Linked DNA regions of Sus scrofa: all the other regions are linked to region 4. A link is a contact called in public Hi-C and HiChIP or PLAC-seq data. All regions are on one chromosome and are shown on one strand. Each heading gives the region's core, a stretch centred on a gene start, on an enhancer-like site or on the middle of the called end of the contact. The rest is flanking DNA. Distances are from core to core; before and after follow the strand shown.

Evidence for each region. Hi-C and Micro-C count contacts between places; a contact is called where the count stands out from the background. HiChIP or PLAC-seq counts read pairs in DNA pulled down with a chosen protein or histone mark.
Region 1: a Hi-C map of skeletal muscle shows a contact between it and region 4, with 6 times the contacts expected there. The contact joins two enhancer-like sites. A contact is called at or near these places in 4 of 47 Hi-C or Micro-C datasets (liver and skeletal muscle) and 1 of 2 datasets of contacts at active chromatin or transcription factors (skeletal muscle).
Region 2: a contact with region 4 is called in an H3K27ac HiChIP or PLAC-seq map of skeletal muscle. The contact joins two enhancer-like sites. A contact is called at or near these places in 2 of 47 Hi-C or Micro-C datasets (epiblast stem cells and liver) and 1 of 2 datasets of contacts at active chromatin or transcription factors (skeletal muscle).
Region 3: a contact with region 4 is called in an H3K27ac HiChIP or PLAC-seq map of skeletal muscle. The contact joins two enhancer-like sites. A contact is called at or near these places in 1 of 47 Hi-C or Micro-C datasets (epiblast stem cells) and 1 of 2 datasets of contacts at active chromatin or transcription factors (skeletal muscle).

The regions. Positions count from the first base shown.
Region 1 is chr2:144,730,988-144,733,782 of Sscrofa11.1, forward strand. The region is part of intron 20 of ARHGAP26 (rho GTPase-activating protein 26); the gene reads left to right. Among named protein-coding and RNA genes, the nearest start is that of NR3C1, 200 kb to the right of the region's middle. Within about 2 kb of position 1,469, at least 3 of the 83 cell types and tissues checked have an H3K27ac peak or open chromatin away from gene starts, as enhancers often do. A contact at or near this core is called in liver and skeletal muscle, where this site is marked.
Region 2 is chr2:144,659,691-144,662,390 of Sscrofa11.1, forward strand. The region is part of intron 17 of ARHGAP26 (rho GTPase-activating protein 26); the gene reads left to right. Among named protein-coding and RNA genes, the nearest start is that of NR3C1, 270 kb to the right of the region's middle. Within about 2 kb of position 1,396, at least 13 of the 83 cell types and tissues checked have an H3K27ac peak or open chromatin away from gene starts, as enhancers often do. A contact at or near this core is called in liver and skeletal muscle, where this site is marked.
Region 3 is chr2:144,681,491-144,684,190 of Sscrofa11.1, forward strand. The region is part of intron 18 of ARHGAP26 (rho GTPase-activating protein 26); the gene reads left to right. Among named protein-coding and RNA genes, the nearest start is that of NR3C1, 250 kb to the right of the region's middle. Within about 2 kb of position 1,346, at least 12 of the 83 cell types and tissues checked have an H3K27ac peak or open chromatin away from gene starts, as enhancers often do. A contact at or near this core is called in skeletal muscle, where this site is marked.
Region 4 is chr2:144,867,702-144,870,414 of Sscrofa11.1, forward strand. All of the region lies in intron 3 of NR3C1 (nuclear receptor subfamily 3 group C member 1), which reads right to left. Among named protein-coding and RNA genes, the nearest start is that of NR3C1, 61 kb to the right of the region's middle. Within about 2 kb of position 1,435, at least 25 of the 83 cell types and tissues checked have an H3K27ac peak or open chromatin away from gene starts, as enhancers often do. A contact at or near this core is called in liver and skeletal muscle, where this site is marked.

The DNA.
Region 1 (2,795 bases), core at 219-2,718, 140 kb before region 4:
GTCTCCGTGTCCCAGATCTCCTGCCTCTTGTTGAGACCTGAGGTCCACCTGTCTGCTGAGCCCCAGCACCCAACCCTCCCTACCCCGCACCCAGCCCTGTTCCTCATCCGCACTTCCTGTTTCCATGCGTTTCTCCACTCGCCGTCTGGTGCCTGGAAACCTGGCCAGCTTCCTTTACCTCTTCATTGATCACCGATTTCTCATCAGTCTTCAGGACCTGTCACTTCTGCCTCTCTCAGCCCAGTCCCCTTGCCTCCCGCCCAGCCTCCCCACCCTCGCCCCAGCCCTGCCCTTCTGGTCTTCCTGACCCTTGGCCCGCCCCACCACCTCATTACCAATCCTGCAACCCTCGTGGCGATTCTAGAGTACACACTTGAACACAGTGCTCCCCTGCTTAAAACCCTTTTTCTTCTTTTTCTTTTTGGCCACCCCACGGCATATGGTGTTTCCAGGCTAGGGATCAGATTCAAGCCACAGCTGCGACTTATACTGAAGCTGCGGCAACACCAGATGCTTTAACCTAAGGTGCCGGGCTGGGGATCGAACCTGCGTCCTGGCACTGCAGAGACACTGCCAATGCCATTGTGCCACAGTGGGAACTCTCCCTGCTTAAAACTCTTGATGTTCCGGCCCCCGCCATTGTACCATAAACTCCAGAATCCGTACGGAGAGGTCCTGGGAGATACACCCCTGCCTGACTCTGTTTAAACCCTCTCCTCGGGCCCTCCTGAACTTGTCTCACTTCCGTAACCTGGGGCTCACCTGTGTCTTCTCACCTCCAGGGATCCCCGGGTCATCATTAGCTTTTCTTGCTTCTCCCTGCTCGCCCCTTCGCTCCCTCCTAGACCAGGTAGGGGAACCCCTGCATGTCAGGGAAGCACTTAACCCCAGGAGAGCACCATCCCAGCATCTCGGCATCCCCTGGTCACTTGTCTCGAGTTCTCTGTGATCCAGTGATGTCTTCCCCATTGTACCTGCTTAGCACCCAGGATGGTGCCTGGCACTTAATAATACACACTTGTTCTATGAATGAGTCAACACATCAAGTACACCGGAAAAGATGTCTAGGCAATCAATTTCACAAAAAAAAAAAAAAAAAAAAAAGAATTTGGGCCCCCACTTAGGAAATGACACTCATCTCTGAGGTTTTTTTTTGGGGGGGGGGCTGGTTTTTTGTTTTTGTTTTTTAATTTTTAAATCTCTGAACACCTCAAATATTTAGCCACGCTTCAGATTCAGGAAGTCGTCTTGAACCCTCCAGGGCCTTCTAGGTGCAGGTAGAATAAACTCTAAATGCTCCGGCCCAGCCCCCGTGACCTGGCCCTTGCTGATTGCCTTACCCTGACCCTTCTGACCTCGTGTCACACGGCTCTCCCTTGCCTGCCATGCTCCGGTGCTTACCCGTGTACAAACTGAGTTCATTCTCGCCGCAGCACCTGTTCCTGCTGCCTTAGAAGGATCTTCCCTGGTCCTCCCTTGCCCTGGCCTGCCCTGACCCTCTGACCCCTCCACCCATCCTTGTCTACCACAGCCCATTTTCTATCTTATTTTCTTCATAGCACTTTCCCTCTGAAGTCTTATCTTGCCTCATAACTCACTAATTTGTTGTCCGTCTCTCCTCAAGATGCTCTAAGCCCCATGAGAACAAGCATCATACTGTCTCGTATATAGCAGGATCCCCGGCACCCAGGAACAAAGCCTGACTCCGAAGCTGTTTCACACCTCTTGGTGAATCCACCTTAGTTTTAAAAAGAAAAGCTTGGGAGTTCCTATCGTGACTCAGTGGAAACGAATCTGACGAGTACTGTGAGGATGTAGGTTCAATCCCTGGCCTCGCTCAGTGGGTTAAGGAGCCAGCGTTGCCGTGAGGTGTGGTGTGGGTCGCCGACGTGGCTCAGATCCCACGTTACTGTGGCTGGGGTGTAGGTTGGCTGCTGCAGCTCCGATTCAATCCCTAGCCTGGGAATTTCCATGGGTGTGGCCCTAAAAAGCAAAAAGAAAGAAAGATAGAAAAGAGAAAGGAAAGAAGAAAAAAGAAAAGCTTGTTTAAGGACTAGGAATTCCTTTATCCTCAACTTGTCATTAGCACAGAAGTTGTGCAAGGTAATTTGTCACCTGCCTGAAGTCATTGGCCTAGGAAGTTCTCCACACGGCAACTGAGTTTTATGTACGCATCACGGAATCTGTCAGGCCAGAGTGTCCCGAAGTTTCCTAGAAAATAGAGACCAACCTTTTGCTGAATCTGGATGCTGGCCCGGCCGTGCCAGTGCTTAAGTAAATAGCCACTCTATCTTTAGCTGCTCCATTCTCAAATTCAGATCCTTTGTAAATAGCTATTTCCATAAATCATGTCAGGGGAACTATTTTTGCAGGGTAAGGCCCTTGCTTAATCACAGTCCACCTGATCCTTCAGAGCACGGGTCCCTTGGGAAGCTGATGCCGCCAGTTGCTGTGAGCGCAGACGGCCCTGCTCATCTAGCGTCAAGACTCCCTCAGAACCCAACCCATCAGCAGCAGGGTGGCTAGGTAGCTTTTAGAGTTCTTATGCATGCAGTCTGTCACACTGTTTCCATGCAGTCTGTCACACTGTTTCCTTCCCGAGAGTGGCCCCTTCGGGAAACTTGTGCTCTTCCTGGTGGCAACATAACCTCTCCAAACATGTCAGCACCACCCTTGTCCAAGAACTTCTGGAGATGAGGGCAGGAGGTGGGTTGGGGTAGGCCCAGCGTCTAAGACTCCCTGGGAGGTTGGTTTTCTGTGGTTTTCCAGAACACCACATCCGTCTGTCTGGGCGC
Region 2 (2,700 bases), core at 146-2,645, 210 kb before region 4:
CTCTGTCACACAGGTTTAGTATAAGGATTTGCTACTTGAATTAATGAGAGGTTGTTAAGATGGGCAGCGCTTCATGATGTGTTTGAGATCAGTGCTGTCTATAGGTGACCGCTCCCTAAGTCCAGGTACCACTCACCTGGAGACTGGTGCTTCGGGCCTGCAGTTCATTGGCTAGACATTGTGTTCCTTCACCCTCCTCCCAGAGAAGTGGGGGAAAGGCTTAGCACAGCGGCTCGGGGGAGCATGTGGCAGAACCTCAGAGACTGGCCCCCGTAACACAGACATTGGTGCCAAGGCACAGCACCTCGCACATTTCGGTTACGCGAATAAGTGTGAAGGGTGCTGGGTTCCGATCATCACTTGTCCTGAATTCTCGCGCTGGGTTTGATGCTAGTTGGTGAGGTTCTATCTCTTGTGCCCCTGGCATTGGGCCATTTAAGTCTTAGTCATTGAGACCTTTCTGAGGCTACAGAGAGGCATAACTAATACGATGGCATCCCTCTGATTAGAAGTTTCTCCTGGCTTTTCATCCCACTGAGCGGAGAGGGAAGCTCTTGCCGCAGCCTGCGAAGTCCTACTGGATTCCCCGGGCTGTTACCCGACTTCTCCTGAGAGCTTCCCCTTCACTCGCTCTTGACAGGTGTGCTGGCTTTCGCTGGGGTTGCCTCCTCGGTGACACCTTCCCTCAGCACCATGCCTAAAACTGCCAGCTGTCCCCCAGTGCTCCCCTCCCACCATAGATTTTATTTGCTTATTGTCTGTCCAACCCCAAAAGAATGTAAGCTTTTAAAGCAGGGAATGGGGGGGGGGGCGCTGTCTGTCTTATTCACAGATGTAAGCCCAGCACGTAAAACCAATCCCTGGCACATAATGGGCTCTGGGAGATATTTGCTAATTGAGAAATAGATGACGAACTGTTGGCCTCTGTGCTGAGTCGTCTTTGCACCTCCTTTCTTGGGTAGACAGTCCAAAGTCCCCTTCTCCAGGGCCTGCCTTTTAGGAAAGTGCTCCCCTCTAGATGACAGGCTGAGCCATTGAAGGAAGTGACACCAGCAGCAGCAGCAGATGCATTTGCAGTGCATGGTGACATCAGATTGGTGCATACAAGGGCAACTCTTCAGCCTCCTCTGTGCTCCAGTGTCTCACTCTACCTTGGAGAACATGAGCCTCAAAATAAATCAGTCAGTGAGGATACACGTGAAAGGACTTTAAAAAGACTGTAAAATGCTTCGAGCATGATAATTACACTGGACTGTAGAATGGACTCTTACACAGTTTGAAATAGTTAAGTAATTTTCCAGGAAGCCGGCTTCCCCGGGCCAGCTTCTCTGCAGGTCCCTCTGTATGTGAGCAGCGTGCTTCCCCGTCTGGGCCTGTGGACAGGGTCCAAGAATACAGCTACAGTCCAGAGTCTGAACCAGCCAGGATCGGAGCCGGGAAAAAGCTCATCCATGAACCCCTAGGTGGAAGGGCTGTGCCTTCCACGTACACAAAACTATTCAAATACCAAGTCGCTGAGGCCGCGTAGGGCAAATAGAATTCAAGTTGGCCTTCTGTGCGTCTCTAAATGACTGTGACTAATTTAGGAAAACGAGGCGGCTTAGCAGCAAAAGTATAATTCTTGTTGTTAATGAAACCTGGCCTGTCCCGGAGAGGGCCAGTAAGTCCCATGGCCCAGATTAGTTTTCTCCCCGTAGAAAAGCTTTGGGATTTTATACTGTTGGTGAGCAGAGGTGAACCTAGTATCCTTGTTTGCTTTCCAAACATCCTTTTAAAAATAATCTGGTTCTCCTTTTATCCATGTTCTCTTTAAGGCTAGGCTACATAGAAAAGGAAAGAGGCAAGAGAGATACAATGGCAGGTTATATACCGTATGTTTCTCACACGTGTTTATGTGTACTTGCACGCACACATGCATACGCGCACACACACACGCGTGAGCACGCGCGCACACACACTGCATGGCACCAGAGCACTTAGGAGCAGTAGCTCTGGAATCAGAATGCAGACTGCCTGGCATCAGATTCCAGCCCTGTCACTTACACAGCATGGGACTCTGGACAAATTTCTGGGTTTTCTGAGCCTTCGCGTCTTCTCGGAGGACAGTGATGGAACTTACCTCACACGGTTCCTGGAAAGGTCAAATGAGGCCGTCAGCTCACAGTAAGCGCTCAGTCAGTGTCCGTTGCTGCTACTGTCGGTGCCGATCTTAATAATCCAAGGCAGGAAGAAAATAAAGGGATTTCAGGAAGGAAAGGTGCGAGGCGGGAGGCACTACTCTCGCGGGTTTAAGTGCTTTGGAAAAAGGCTGGTATAATACCGTGCGTGGATGCTGTATTTTGCATTGCAGATTCGATCACTCAGCGTAAGAAGGATGAGTAGAGCCCAAGTGTATTTCCTGGCCTTCATACCTTCCACGTTGGCATGTGGCCAAGGAGAGCCACCTGGTTTGTTACGTGCCGTCGGTGTCGGGGTGAGGCTCCTCCTCCGACTGTTGTCCCCCACCAGTAGATGACAGGAAAGTTGAAACCGGGCATTTGGTGCCCCTGAGCCTCGATAACCTTAGAGGAAGGTGGCTTCCCGAAGCTTGCATGCGGTTCTCCCCCCACCCCATCACCTGATAAGGGCACACACTGCTGGGCCCTGGGGATGAGGGAGTGAGGAAAGCTAATGCCACCCCAGTTTTCCTGGAGCTTCTAG
Region 3 (2,700 bases), core at 96-2,595, 190 kb before region 4:
GGGCACAGAGTAAATCCCCACTCCACCCCACCCCCCGCCTTTGTGTCAATTTGGAAAGTCTCTGTGAAATGAGTAGATTGTTCCAGCCACATGGTCGAGCCTCATAAATCCACTGCTCGTAGGTTATGTGAGCTCATGCGTCCATCATTCAGCAGAGTGTTTGTACAATGATTGTTCTCAACCGAATGAAGGAAACGTCATGGGATTCTCTGGAAGTCTTCCCTCCAAACAAAATAGAATTGGAATAACCAATAAAACTCTCTGATTCTGTGAGAATTCCAACTCCCGCTTTGAGCACTCACTCTTGGCCTGGCTCAGAAGGTGGCCGGACGGTAAACAGACTTTCCACCACTTACATGTATTCAAGCTTCAGAGTTAAAGGAGCACAAGGAATTGGGAAGTGGTTCCCCAGACTCCTTAACGGAGGTTTGTATCTTCTCTCCGACTTGATCTGATTTGCAGAGATGCACCTGTGCCTGGGAAAAACGTGTTATCTTAGTGGTGATAGGCTCATGTCTGGCACACCACATTATGCAGTGGGCTAACTTGCACATTAGTGCATTTCATCCTGTGCTAATTCTTTAAAAAAAAACCTGGACCTGGCTCACACTGAGACCTAGAGAGCTGGCCTTCAGGGCCATAGCTCTGGCCTATGGCAAAAATCTCCATCTCCTAGAACTGACTCTTGTATGAGCCGATAGCTTGCCTTTTAGAGAAAACAGCCAATGAGCAGAATGCAGTTCTCATGTGTTCCTGTGTCTCCTCTTGTTCTCCTGTGTATAAACTGTATAAACATTATTTTGGAAGCAACTTTCCACGCCTCTATCCAAATCCACGATCCTTCCTCACGACTCACTGTCTTTGTTTCTCCAGCACCTTATTACAGTTTTTAGGAAAGAGGAAATGCTCACATTTTTGGTGACCGTTGAAATTAAAATGCATAGGCGTTATCTTTGTTCCATTGTGCTTAGGCTAGGATCTCATTCTCAGTAGCTCATTAGGAGAAGAGAAACAAAATTGGGAGGCCAGACATAAGGGGCTGGGTGCCGTCACTAAGTCTGAATTCGTTTTCAAATGGTTTGTAGCTTGGGATTACTGGACGTGCTGTACTTGAGGCAGAAGAGTGCTAAGAGACATCATTATTTGCCAAAAACCATACTTGTAGGTCTGGGGCACCGACTTCTATAGTGTAGATTGGCTGGAGAAGATAAGCTGAATGCATAATAACTGCTGCGGAGGTGGAGAGTTGTAGATGTTAGAAACTGAAGCCCTAGGGTTCTGTCCTGGCCCCCCGCCTGAGCTGTGTGCCGCAGGAAAGCTCTCCTGTGGAGCAGTCGTCCTGCGTGCTATGCTGGGTTGACCTTTGGCTTAGAGATGAGTCATGTAAAGTGCCAGGCCCAGTGCAAACACTCACATCTAAGAGCAAGTGCCGATGATAATCACCTAGGAGCAGCCGTGGCTCAGCATTGTTCAGGGGCCAGAGTAAAGGGGGAGAGAGCTTCTTAGAGGCTGTGGTCCTTGAGCTCAGCAACAATCGTGATTTCTTTTTCGTTCGCTTGAAGAGACTCAGAAGGAGCCTAGAGACCTCAGTAGCACTGGGGCTTATTTTCAGGGGTTGCAGCTCCTGGAAGTCAGGAGGCTTTTGTTGTTTTTGCTTTAAGTCCCTTTCTCTCCTTACCTCCTCGCCCCAATTGAACTCAGCTATGTAGTGATTCAATTTATTTTGTTGAAAATTCAATCCCTTAGGGAAAATATGATAATGCTGTTTTCAGACAGCTGTGTTTGGGAGCGAGACTGACTGAACCAGCTGGCTGGCATCCTTGGAGCCCAGGGACCTGCCAACTCATGGAGAGCAGCTGTTTTGGCTGAAATTCTTGTCATTCTTATGACTTTACTTCCTATATCTCAGCTTTTGAGTTCTGCTCTTAAATGCAGGCACAAAGGAGAGGAAGCCGTGAGAAAGACTCTGATGTTTCCAGGGCCACCCATAGGTGAAGGGATTGGGGGTGTCACCACTGTCCTGTCATCACTCATGATTGTTGGGAAGGAGAAAATCCAGAAGCAAGCTTGCTCCAAAGAGTAGGAAATGACAGGCCAATAAATATTGCTATCTTCATGCAGGGACTCTGTTATACAATCAAAAAGAATCATTTTGAGGATTTTTTCATGAAGGGGGAAATGTTAGAATACAATGTTAGGTGAAACATATAGGGTACAAAACTGTATAAAGACTAGAATTCCAGTGATGGAGAGGACGTGTGTTAACATTAAATAACTCATACCAAACACTTGACCTGGTGCCTGATGTGGTAGATGTTCAGTAAATCATAGCCACTAGATGCAAACCCTCTAACCACAGGAAATGTATTGGCCTCAAGTACTGCTGTACCCAGAATGCCTGGTGTAAAGGAGAGTCTCAAAAGATCTTTTTTCAGGGCTGCACCTGCAGCATATGGAAGTTCCCAGGCTAGGGGTCGAAATGGAGCTACAGCTGCTGGCCTATGCCACAGCCACAGCAATGCAGATCTGAACCACATCTGCAACCTATACCACAGCTCACGGCAACTCTGGATCCTTAACCCACTGAGCGGAGCCAGGGATTGAACCTACGTCCTAGTGGACACCAGTCGGGTTCGTTCCTGCTGAGCCACAATGGGAACTCCCAAAAGATCTTTCTTGATTAAAGAATGGGTATGGTTG
Region 4 (2,713 bases), core at 185-2,684:
TTACCTCGTTAGAGAACTAGTCCCATGACACTTGATTCTTCTGAGAGGAAAAGTCTCAATCTGAATCGAGATTCAAGTTTAAAAGTTTATTCAAATGTATTTTAAATTTATTTTAGAAGTCTACAGCTTTTTGAATTTTTAGCACATAACCAATAATAAATTCCTGGGTACCGAAATGTATGGTGGTTTAAATTAGTGCAATATTGTAGTGATAAAAGGATGTTTACAGACATGAGGTTAGAGCTCGTATTTCATGGAAACTAAGGCTAAGGTCAGGCGATGCCCAAAGCAACATACAGTTATCAGAGAGCTAGAATTAGTACTTTTCACCAATAGTCTCTGATTATCTATTTAGCAGATAGAGATTAAAAAAGTCTGACTATATTTAAAAAACGCATGTGAGGTGTTCTAGAAGTCAACATTTTCCTTACTTTAGTAAGATCTTTTGGTGAATTATATAACTAAATATCAGTCAAAACATCCTGAAAATATCAAGTACTGCGGCACTATATATAATGTATATGGACTGTGACTTCAGTGCTTGTCTGTGTACACATTTTCTTAATAAAATTACATAAATTACAGTAAGCAACATAAGCCATCATGTCGTTTCACATTTGCTAAATTTAGCAATGAAAAACAAGCAAGCTTTGGTTTATTTTATTTTTTGTCTTTTTAGGGCCACAACCATGGCATATGTAAGTTCCCAGGCTAGAGGTCAAATTGGAGCTGTAGCCACTGGCCTACACCACAGCCACAGCAATGCCAGATCTAAGCTGCGTCTGCGACCTACACCCCAGCTCACGGCAATGCCGGATCTTCAACCCATTGAGCGAGGCCACGGATGGAACCCAAGTCCTCACGGATGCTAGCTGGGTTCATTATTGCTGGGCCTCAAGGGGAACTCCTGGTTTATTTTTTCATGGTCCATATAAGTATAGATTACTGCAGTTCAATTTAGCATATTTATTAGAAAATTAACTTCTCTCTCTTCTAAACTGGTGTCTGCTAGCATTTCAGAGGCCATGTTGAGACAGGAAAGAAACTATGAAAGCAAAAGTTGTAACATGATTTGTGCCTTAAAAGTGTTGAGGATATTCCTTGGAGTGTAAAAATTTCAAGGGCACCATCGCCAGCACTTTTTTGAGAACAGACAAATGGTAACTACGGTAGTAGGAAACTTGCAGCCTGCAAGCTTTGAATTTGATATGTAATTATGATCAAATAATAGTAATTTTTTCTGAAATAATCTGCAGAAGATTTAAAAACAAAACCAACACTATTCTCACAAACTAATTTTAAACATTCTATCAAAGTTTATATCTTCACAGAATTATTACAAAACTTGTAACTAAACCAAATCCTTTCCTTAAGAGAGCAACACTGAAGAGTCAGCCATTCGAGTGTTTTAAAAATGAGTTCTTATGTAAGCAGTTAGTTCTGTGTGCAGGAAACAGAAACCTGCTGAATACCAGTGCAGATCTGACATTCTCGTCCAGCGACAGCTCTGAAGAGAACTGGAGCTTTTGAAGATAAAGCCCTCAATTTGAAGTGTCAAAGTATTTTTTAGACTTGTTACTGTCAACAAAAATCATCACTTCAAAAAAAACTTAGTAACTCAACAGTTCAACAAACACAGGCACCCCTCGTTTTACTGTGCTTTGCACTGTTGCGTTGTGCAGACACGGTGCTTTTTACACGTGGAAGCCTTGTGGCAACCCTGCGTCAGCAAATCTCTCGGTGCCGTTTCTTCTGACAGCATCTGCTCGCTTCACGTCTGTGTCACATTTTGGTAACCCTCACACTCTTTCAAACTTGATCCTATTTGCTGTGGTGATCTGCCATCAGTGAGTCATCTTGCATGTTACCACCAAAACTCAGTGAAGGCTCAGGTGACAGTTAGCATTTGCTTTTAGCAACAAGGTATTTCGTTTATTATTTGGCCACACCCTTAGCATGTGGAAGTTGCCAGGCCAGGGATCAAACCCATGCCAGAGCCCCGACCCAAGCTGCGGCAGTGACGTCAGAGGATTCCTAACCCACTGCAGCGCAAGAGAACTCCTCGCAGTAAGGTATTTTGAAATTAAGGTAGGCATTTTTAAAGACATAATGCTACCACACATTTAACAGATTACAGTATAGTGTAAACAGAACCTTCATCTCACTGGGAAACCAAAAAATTCGTGTGACTCACTTTATTGCTGTGGTCCGGAAATGAACCTGCAATATCCGAGGTGAGCCTACACAGCTACATAAAACTGCAAGGTTTTGATGGGGGTGGGCAGCCGAAGAAAAGGAATGAATAAAACAGTAACTTTGACAAAATTTTCACCCACAGTTTAAAACAGAGCAGAAAACATCTGCCACTGGCCAAAATATGAATCACAAAATTGTTACTTTAAGGACTAGTCATTAATTTCTAGCATAAATATGTTTCATTGCCAATAAATGGTTCTCCCAGATGAATACAGAAAGCTGGCATGTTTTTACGATAGTAAAACAATTCACAGCAATGTAGATTGTTACCTATTAGGCAGACAGTCAATACCTGAGCTTAGCTGTACCAGGCTTCCTTTAAGAGTGCTAATTTTGGTTTTTTACTTATCCATCACTTTCTATAAGGACTACAGACTAGATTGTAACAACTGCGCCATAAGAATTAGGAGTACTGAGCGGAAGACAGACTCTTTCAAAATTACAATGCAAGTGGCTG